Linked DNA regions of Mus musculus: region 2 is linked to region 1. Evidence: chromatin contacts called from public Micro-C data. All regions are on one chromosome and are shown on one strand. Each heading gives the region's core, a stretch centred on a gene start, on an enhancer-like site or on the middle of the called end of the contact. The rest is flanking DNA. Distances are from core to core; before and after follow the strand shown. Region 1 overlaps Atrnl1 (attractin like 1). Region 2 overlaps Gfra1 (glial cell line derived neurotrophic factor family receptor alpha 1).

What was found. A called contact is a pair of places that touch in the nucleus more often than the background predicts.
Region 2: a Micro-C map of muscle stem cells shows a contact between it and region 1, with 4 times the contacts expected there. The contact joins two enhancer-like sites. A contact is called at or near these places in 2 of 484 Hi-C or Micro-C datasets (muscle stem cells and nephron progenitors) and 2 of 115 datasets of contacts at active chromatin or transcription factors (memory CD8 T cells and pancreatic cancer cells).

What each region holds. Positions count from the first base shown.
Region 1 is chr19:58,102,991-58,107,396 of GRCm38.p6, forward strand. The region is part of intron 28 of Atrnl1 (attractin like 1); the gene reads left to right. Among named protein-coding and RNA genes, the nearest start is that of Gm50287, 5.3 kb to the left of the region's middle. Within about 2 kb of position 1,766, at least 125 of the 459 cell types and tissues checked have an H3K27ac peak or open chromatin away from gene starts, as enhancers often do. A contact at or near this core is called in muscle stem cells, where this site is marked.
Region 2 is chr19:58,286,609-58,291,014 of GRCm38.p6, forward strand. The region is part of intron 6 of Gfra1 (glial cell line derived neurotrophic factor family receptor alpha 1); the gene reads right to left. It overlaps Gm46650, which reads right to left. Exons shown (of 2, transcript XM_017318325.2): 2 at 1-4,406. Among named protein-coding and RNA genes, the nearest start is that of Gm46650, 5.8 kb to the right of the region's middle. Within about 2 kb of position 1,778, at least 7 of the 459 cell types and tissues checked have an H3K27ac peak or open chromatin away from gene starts, as enhancers often do. A contact at or near this core is called in muscle stem cells, where this site is marked.

The DNA of each region.
Region 1 (4,406 bases), core at 516-3,015:
TTACCTTGGGAAAGAACAAAAGTATGCACTGAATGTATTTAATTTTTTTTGATTAGAATGTATATTTCTGTTTAGAGTGTAGTTAAGCAGAGATCATGGGGCCCAAAGGATACTTTAAGCATCATTAAACATGATCTTCCCTAAGTGACGTCGATGGGAGAACGCAGGTTAGGGGAGTTCCTGCTTGGTCTGTGGCCCTTGAGAGTGTGTGAAGAACTGGAAAGTCAGCTTCTGCCTGGGTATTACCACCTGTGGGAGTGGGGTGAGGACCACGAAGACCTGCCATCTTATCTCTGGGCAAGGCTTGGCACTGCTAAAGCTGCCTGATCCCACTCACTTGATGCCTAAGTACCCGCTGCCCAACAGAAGCATCTAAATCGAGCCAAAAGGGCAACTGCCAGAACATCCTCCCAAACCGCTTCCATCCACAAGACCACATGGCCATGAAAGCCCTCTGCAGAGGGTGTGAGCCAGGGGCAGGGGTGTGGTTAACAACGCAGGCTCATCCTTTGTCCCCATGCACTTTGCATGGGCTTCTTACTTCAAGAGTTGTGTTGAGGGCCTCTTGTGACAGTGATTCTCACCAGCGCCATTCAGAGAAACCACACCCCTTCCCACCTCCAGGCCACTGTTCATCAAGTCCAGGAGCCAAGCCACAACCCCCTCCTCACTCCTGTCCTCCGTCCCATCCTCTCCTCACACACAGGTGGCTCCTGCCCATTGCCAGTGCTCAGATCGCATCTGAGAAGCCACCACACCCAACACACACGGCAGGGAAAGGCCATTGATAGTGTCATATGCCAGCCTTAAGTGCACTATTGGGGTGGGCAAATGCAACAAACTTTCCAGCAGACTTTTGTCAAGATTCTTACTTGGCTCAGTGCGGGTACTGCTCACCGTGGACGTCAAATGAGTTGTTAGACATCTGAATGAGAAGAAGCCAGGCCAATGGCTGGGCTTTAAATTCTAGTCCTGCATGCTAGTGGGTTTTCTTGCTGCTGCTGCTGCTGCTGCTGGTGGTTTGGTTTGGTTTGGTTTTTCAGTCTTAAGATACTGAATATAGCAATACTTTTTTATCAAAATGCACAAGCCATTTTCTTATGTTCTTTTTTTCAAATTTATTATTGCATGTGTGTGTGATGTAAGGGGATGGGGCCATTGAGCACGTGGGAGGTCGGAGGGCAGCTGTGCGGACCTGGTCCTCCCCTTCCACCTCTATGTGGGGTCTGAGGGGTCTTCAAGCTTATGGGCAAGCACTCTCCGTTCTGCGTCGTCTTGGCAGCCCCCACGGACCGTATCCAGTTTCATTCCCACACTCACTGGCTTCTGAGCTAACCAGAGTGACTGGCTGTGATACACTCATAAAAATCCCTGTCTCTTGTGCCTGTTTCTTCATATATAACATGAGAGCAACCTTATTTTCTCGTCACAGCCTCATGCTTGCTTTATAGGTGATAAAACTGAGGCCCAGTTAATTAATCGAAGAAAGCAACTACACTAAACTACAGAGTCAGTGGGTGTGGGGAAAGTGGACATCCCGCTGATGGCCCATCTTGCACAAGCCCTGTGCAGACAGCATGAGAGATGTGCAGTTACCAGTGTGAGGGACTGAGCTCAGGGTGCCTCCGGCCTTTGCTTTGCCAGCCTCACCCTGAGCCCCCACCCTCTTGCCCTCCTTACTGAGCAGCCTAACACTCGGGGACCTGTCTGTGTGCTCTGTCGGAAAGCTGGAAGCCTGGAAAGTCATCCGTGACTCATTTCCTGCCTCTGCATACCTTAGCAGAGCCCCGCATGGTGTGCTTCCTCTCTGCTGTTTTTCACACCACCACACCATGTGCTAACATAAGACTATTAAATGATTCAGTCTGACTGCAACCGCTTGCCACCCATTGCGGGTAACAGGAAGCATTTGGCTTGGAGAACTGTAGGAGACATGCAGCCTGGCTCTAGAAGCCAACTCTTACTAATCAAAAGAGCAAAAAGACAGCCAGAGCAAGCAGGGAAGCCAGGGAACACTACAGACAAAGAAGATGGTTGTTCTATGGTAGGAAAAGCTCATGAACATCAATGAAGATAAGCTAGCTTATCAATATGCAAGAGAAAAAAACATATAAAGAAGCCATTGATAAAGTAACAACTAATAAAATAGTGAGATTCCTATGGCCTAATTAGTAGTTGATTATACATACTAAAATAATAATAACACTCAGAACGGCCAAGTTAGTGCAGGATTGACTGTCGCTGTACACGTGAAAGGCCTTGTGATGATGGCGTGGCGTCTTCTGGTAAACCTGACTGGACTGCGCTTCTCAAGAGCCTTGGCTCACAGGCTCCGTGGGTTTCATAGGAATCCACCTGAGGAAAATGAACAGAAATTTGGTCCAATACTCATAAACTGGGGAGGTCAAATCAGCATTATTTATAATAGGAGAGCTGTGAACTTGATAAGTAACAGAAAATCTACATGGAATGTCACATAGCTTTAGGAGGCAGCATAATGATGCACGAGGTATGTGAAACCCCGGGGAAATGTCAAGGCACAGTCCACCAAAAATGATGGGGGAAGACAGTCCTGCTTCGTACAGTAGCAATGGGGAAATGCCTGGGCCTTTTCTACCTGAGAGGGCAGCCAAGGCAGGAAGGGCCTGGGGCTGAGGACAGAGTGCTGGCTGCTGTCACTCACCAACCGTGTGTCTGTAGCAGGCTCACTGGACTGGCCAGATCTCCCAGTGACCCCACATTCACTCACCTTTGCAGAGATGAGAGATACTGAGGAAAAGACTCTAAGAAGCATTGTCTGTGGCCAGAGTGTGGCACTCGAGAGAAGGGGGAAGCTTTTGGTGTGGCCAGAGCGTGGCACTCGAGAGGGGGAGCTGGTGGTGTGAGGGCTGATGCACTAAGAGCCTTACAAGCTTACCCGCAGTAGATTTATAAAATGGTATTTAATGGGTTCCTAATCTCTTTCCTTTCCACAGACAGGATGCTCTATCCCCCTCAACATCAGTGTCATAAACACAGTCCCAATCACCTAATTTACAGATGTCTCCTTACTAACATCTCCAGAGATGGCTAGAGAGTCACCCAGGCTCTTTAGGCACTACTGTCTTTAGTAAAAGGTGCTTAACTGCCCTGAAGCCGTACTATCCATCCTACCAATGAGGACAGTAACCCAAATCCCAAAGGGGCCAGGAGGGGCCATGGGACGATCAGATGGATTGATGCTGGTAAAGGATTCAGCTAGCACAACACCAGATGAAGAGCAATCAGTCAGCAGAAGGATCTGTTCGTCCTCTGCCCCTTACAGCCTTCCCAATCCCAATGCCAGAATGAGGTCTCTTCTCTCCCCGGCGTGCCCAACACAGGCCAGTGAGTGAGGCTGAGGCATTCAGGGTTGAGGGCTCTTAGCTAGCACAGCAGGCCCAGATCAGATGCAGTAATGGTGCACAGTTGTCACAGATAACCAGCCTGCTCTTGGCTACCCAAACCACCATGATTCTTACCTTGGTTCAAGTTTCAGGTATAAAGTTCAAAGTACTTTGAGAATGAGCCTGGCTTCTGAGACACACCAGAACGAGGTCGGGATGCTCTTTTGAGGGAAGTAAGATAGCACAAGGTGGGTGGACCAGGGAGAGGGAAACATGGGGCATGGACCCCAAGGGTGTGGGGATGTTGGGCTCTGAGATCATGCCCACCAAAAAGCAGGGACTGGTGTGTCTGGAATAGGCAGCAGTTGTCAAAGCAAATGGAGATGTGTGTGACACGTGAGGTCCCAGCTTGAGGGCTCCTGCTGTCACAATCCACAGAGTCACCTTCAGCCCTCCAGCTGCCTGTGGACTTCTGAAGAGGCAGCCCCAAGCTTCTGGCTCCTCGATGCTCACTTTCAGCGCAGTTGTAGACCAGGGTGAGCTACCATTCTCATCTCTCATTCCTACCGACTGAATTTCTCATACTTAGTTTTCCTGTCTCTGAAGACAAACTCATTGAGGGGGAAGGGAGTCAGAAGGTTCAGAGCTCAGCTCTTCTACTTCCTGGTTCTGGGTCATTCTTTGGCACATAATCTCTCTAGAGCTTTCAATTTCGTAACTCTAAAATAAATAAATAAATAATAAAACAAGGCATCCCGCTCCACCACTGAGAATTCATTAGAAAAGGAAAGCACTTGGAGAGAAATTAACATATAAAAGCGAGTTCATAAATGCTACCTTCTTTCTCTTTGTTCCAAAAAGAGGAATTGCTTAGGCAAATATTGAAATATTCTTATGGCTTTGTGACTATCCAGCAGAAGATATTGAAAAATATTTTGTTGATTACAAATGTTTGGTAGTTACAATCAAATCAAATATTGAGAATATAGTGATAGACGTGACAGAGTCCTTGCTAGTTACAGCTTTCTGCAGACGATTAAA
Region 2 (4,406 bases), core at 528-3,027, 180 kb after region 1:
GCTGAGCCCAAGGCTCCGATCCCAGAAACATTGATCTAGGCATGTTCCTTCTTAATCAATCTTTAGACCTGAAAGGGGCATTGACCACCAGCCTAGAGCACCCGACCAGCATTTTCCTAATCAGTAGCTATCCAAGTGTGAGCCTCAGATCAGCAGCAGTAGCAGCATGCCTTGCCACGGTAGATTCTCTGGTCCCACACCAGACCTCGGCCTGAGGAATTCCAGAACCATCTCTCAGGCCTTCTGCTGTGGCATAGACACCTGCCCTTGTCTTTCTCCTCAGTGCTGAGGACACCCCACTCATCTCTTACCTCTGAGCCCCACAAAGCATCTGATGACCCACCAATGAACTAATCACCAGCCACAGCTCACAAAACAGCCAGTCTAACGAACAAGAGGGAAATGTCACAGCCACAGGCCTTATTTGTAGCTAAGTGTGGTTCAGTTTGAAGTTTTAATTCGGGGGTGGGGGGTGATCTCTGGGCCTTTGTCCTGTTTCTGTAGACAGGTTTTCCAGCAAGGTGTCTGACTCCTTTGCTGCAGTCTTCTGGAAGGGAAGGCTTTTCCTCTACCCAGACCCATGTTCCAAGAAGCTTCAAGCTGTTATATGGAGCCAGGTAAGCAACTGCTGGGTGATTGCAAGAATCTGGTATTCTTAGTCCTTAGTCCACTCAAAAGGGCTTCAAGTGCCTGTTCCCAGACAGCCCCTAGGCACACCGTGCCAACATGCGGAGCTGGTCAGGCACAGGGCAGGCACACCTACCTGCACTGTCTTGGTTTAGAGACCTTGGGAAGAACTGTACATATATGAATCTATATCTCAAGCCAAGATTACCACCATCTATCCACGGTAGCAGTTTAAAGCTAGATTCCAGCAACCTGCTGATCACATGAAGCCTTGGGGTGGGAGTGGGGGACTGGGAGAGGTTCAGGGTGGTTGTTTCTCCAGCCAAATGAAGTCCTTATTTCTTATTCTCAGAGAAGCAACAGAAGATTGGTGTGAAAATCCCACAAACTGAAAACTGAAGCCGCCCAACCATCTTCTTGCGAGATGCCAGGGGTTGCAGAGACTCTTCCGTGCGCTTCCCTACATGTATTTGTTGCTTGATTTGAGAGCTACTTCTAACAAAATAGATTGTTATTTAAAGCAACACAGGATGTGCTTCTTGATGTTATTTTAAAGTGAAATGTAAATGGAGCTTTTCATTAGCGTGTAAACATTCCCTCGGCTTTGATATAATATAGGAAGTATTAATAGATTTAACCCATATAAACAAACCCCCCTGGGATTCTCAGTGATTTTTTTCAAGAGTGTGTAGAACATCAACCAAAAGGCTGGAGATTTGCTATTTTAATGAGAAATGAAGTATGTTTCCAATAGGTGGTGGAGCTCTGTCCAGACAAGATGCTAAGGTTCCCAAACACCAAAGTTACCTCCAGCATCCAAGCTCATGCCTGCTCAGTGTTTCTGGTAGCCACTCACATAGCTCACAACACAGGCACCCTCGGCCCAGCAGCAGGTGGCACAGATTCAAGATCTTGGGCCCTGCAGCCCACCCGGCCTCCTGAGCTCAAATTCCAGTCGCACCACATGGGTGACATGTAAATGACTTACCATCTCACATCCCAGCCTTCCCACTCCCGCTTTGCTGGAAAGAGCCCTGCACAAAGCTTGGCACGCTGTAAATGTCAAATAAATGTTGCTCACCCGTACCCTAAACCCAGCTGCTGCTGACATTCACACATTCCTGCAGTGATGTCCCCAGGCTCCTGAGTCCTCTGTGACAAACCTCTCTGTCCCTGGTGGTGGCTTGCTTCCCAATGGGATGATGCCCTGACTCACTGAGTGGAACCATGGGGGAGGAATGCGTAGGTTCCTTCCTCCTGAATCAGCCAGGGTCCTTTGCCCCTTGTGTGACTGAATCACTCAGAGGTGAGAGCCCCCGACTTGATAATTCCTCTCTTCCGGTCAGGGAGGGTTTCACTGGCCCACAAGACTACCAGTCCTTTCTCTGCTGCCTACGTGTCCTCAACAATAGTGAGTCTCACTACTGTGGGCCCAGCAGTCTCGTGGTCAGCTCCACTCATGTGAATCTTTCTGTACCCATATACGCTAAATACTGCATATCCTACAAGAAATGTTCTGGAAGTGACACATACCCTAAGCACCTCTAGATTTTTCTCCTCTGCCTCTGTACTCCCACTTTTCACGGAGGCCCAAATACCAAAAGGGAAAGGAGGGTGATATTTAAAGTTTAGCCATATGACCTCTGGAAACATCCCACTCTGTCGCTATAGGACAGAAATGTTAATCTGGAAATTTTTAAAGAAACAGTAAAACAGAAAGGAGAAAATGCAACAGAGATCGCTGTGCTCTGTGGCAGCCACCAGCCAACCTGCTTCCTCCCCTTTAACCTCATGCCTGTGAGGACAGAGTCGGTGGTCCCATCCATAGAAGGGAAACTGGGCTTCAAGCTGCCTGTTATCATAACCTGAGTGGAAGTCCAGGCTCTGCCTCACTTGCTCTACACTGACAACTGTGGGAGGGAAAGAAAATCCCAGCAGAGTGTTGGGGCTTTTCATGTTGATAGCTCTTTTAAATTCTTGTTTTCCTTGCATGTGAAAATTTCTGCATAATTAATCACCTTTGGAAATTACAGAAAAGTTTCTTATCCACTGAGTTGGAAATGCCCCCACAGAAACGAAAATGGCAGGACACCCTGGCGGGGTGGAAACTGGGAGCGGAAGGAAACACAAGTCTGTGTGAGACCCAGCCCCACATTGGCCTAAGAGGAGGCTGCAGTAGTAAAGACCACACAGGAAGCTCAGGCAGGATTCCAGGGATAGACCCTAAGGAGAAGAGAACACAGGCTGGCTCTGAAGTATGATGTTCACACTGCCCAGGCTACCCTTGCCCTCCACAGGTTCTCCTCAAGCAGCAGATACTAATTTAGCCCACGGCATGCTCCGCTCCTGGCTTACAGGATACAGAGACGACCAGGTACAAGATGAGCATGCCTCCGGTCATGGGCTGCAGGGGCAACATCAACTACCAACTGTGCACAACCAAAAAGGGGAGTTCTGTGCTGAGAGAGCGGCACGTTCTCAGCCTAGGAGACAGCATGGCGTCTGCTGGGGATGCCTCCCACTGTGGGCAGGGTCAGGATGCAGGGTGAGGGCCCTCAGGAAGGCTGAGGTCTCCCTGATCCCCATTCTTTGCTCAGTGGGTGAAACAGCTTTGAAGAGAAGCTGTGGAAGATGGAAGCCCCATTCCTGGAATCAGGTAGGGATCTGGGAAGAAGAGACTGTGTCTGCTTAGCTTATGGGCCTGATAGGATGTGATCCCAGTGCATGAAGCATCATTGTTGTTGACTGCAGGAACCCACTGGTGGACATCTTTGAAGAGAAAGAAATCCGCTCTACTGGAGCAGCATAGAAGATCAGATGTGGCCTCCCTCTGCTGTCCACAGCTTTAGACAAGGCAGTCAGAAATCCATGGATCCAGAGACCTTGTGATCCGTATCCTCTTCCTTCAGTACTCCCAGGAAAGATCCTTAGGTCCTGTCCCCAACATACCACTGCCTAGCCCTGCACTAAGATGTTATCCACTTAGCACAGAACTCTTCTGTAGTGAATGGAGTAGCCTTGGGGCAGGAGGGTTAAGAAGGCAAATCTATTAGGTATGTCCCAGGAGAAGGACGGAAACATGGATTATTTAGAGCTGGTGTCAGCGTGTGACAACAAAGACTTCAACTAGACCATAGGATGCGCGACCAAGGTTCCTGATGTACACTGCTTTTGGCGAAGAGTCAAGCTATCGAACTTCCATAACAGTGCAGTGGGATTTAAGGATCACACAGGACGAGACTGAATATCTGGAAGAAAGACATGTGGCCAATATGTCCAGGGCCCAGGCTGTCACACACCCTCAGTGAGTGTACCCCATGTAAATGGGGGTTAATAGTAATCATTAAAAGATCAGTGTGGTCTTGGAGGGTGGATTTTTTCCTATTTGTGGAAACAACTCTTTCAGAGGCAATAAGCTGTCACCAAGTATCCACTCTGTAACAAGCAGAGTACTCGGAGGAAATAAGATAAAGCTAAACTTAATAAGCATGTGTTAGCTGGGAAGCCATGTTTACTTTTCAAACGGTGCTCTGATGGTCATTATGTCCTAAGCACGATAGAAAGTCTTAGTTACTGAGCCATGCAAAGTGTCTGGACTCAGGACCATCAGTCAGTCTGTCTGTCTGTCTGTCTGTCTGTCTGTCTGTAACTAAAGGTAGGAAGGCTGAACAGTGTGGGAAAATTGTATTTGTGTCAGAACAAAGAATCCTTTGCAGCTAGTGACAGACATGAGGATTTAGAATTAGTAAGCTGGCGTTGACTCCATATCCTGTATAGAG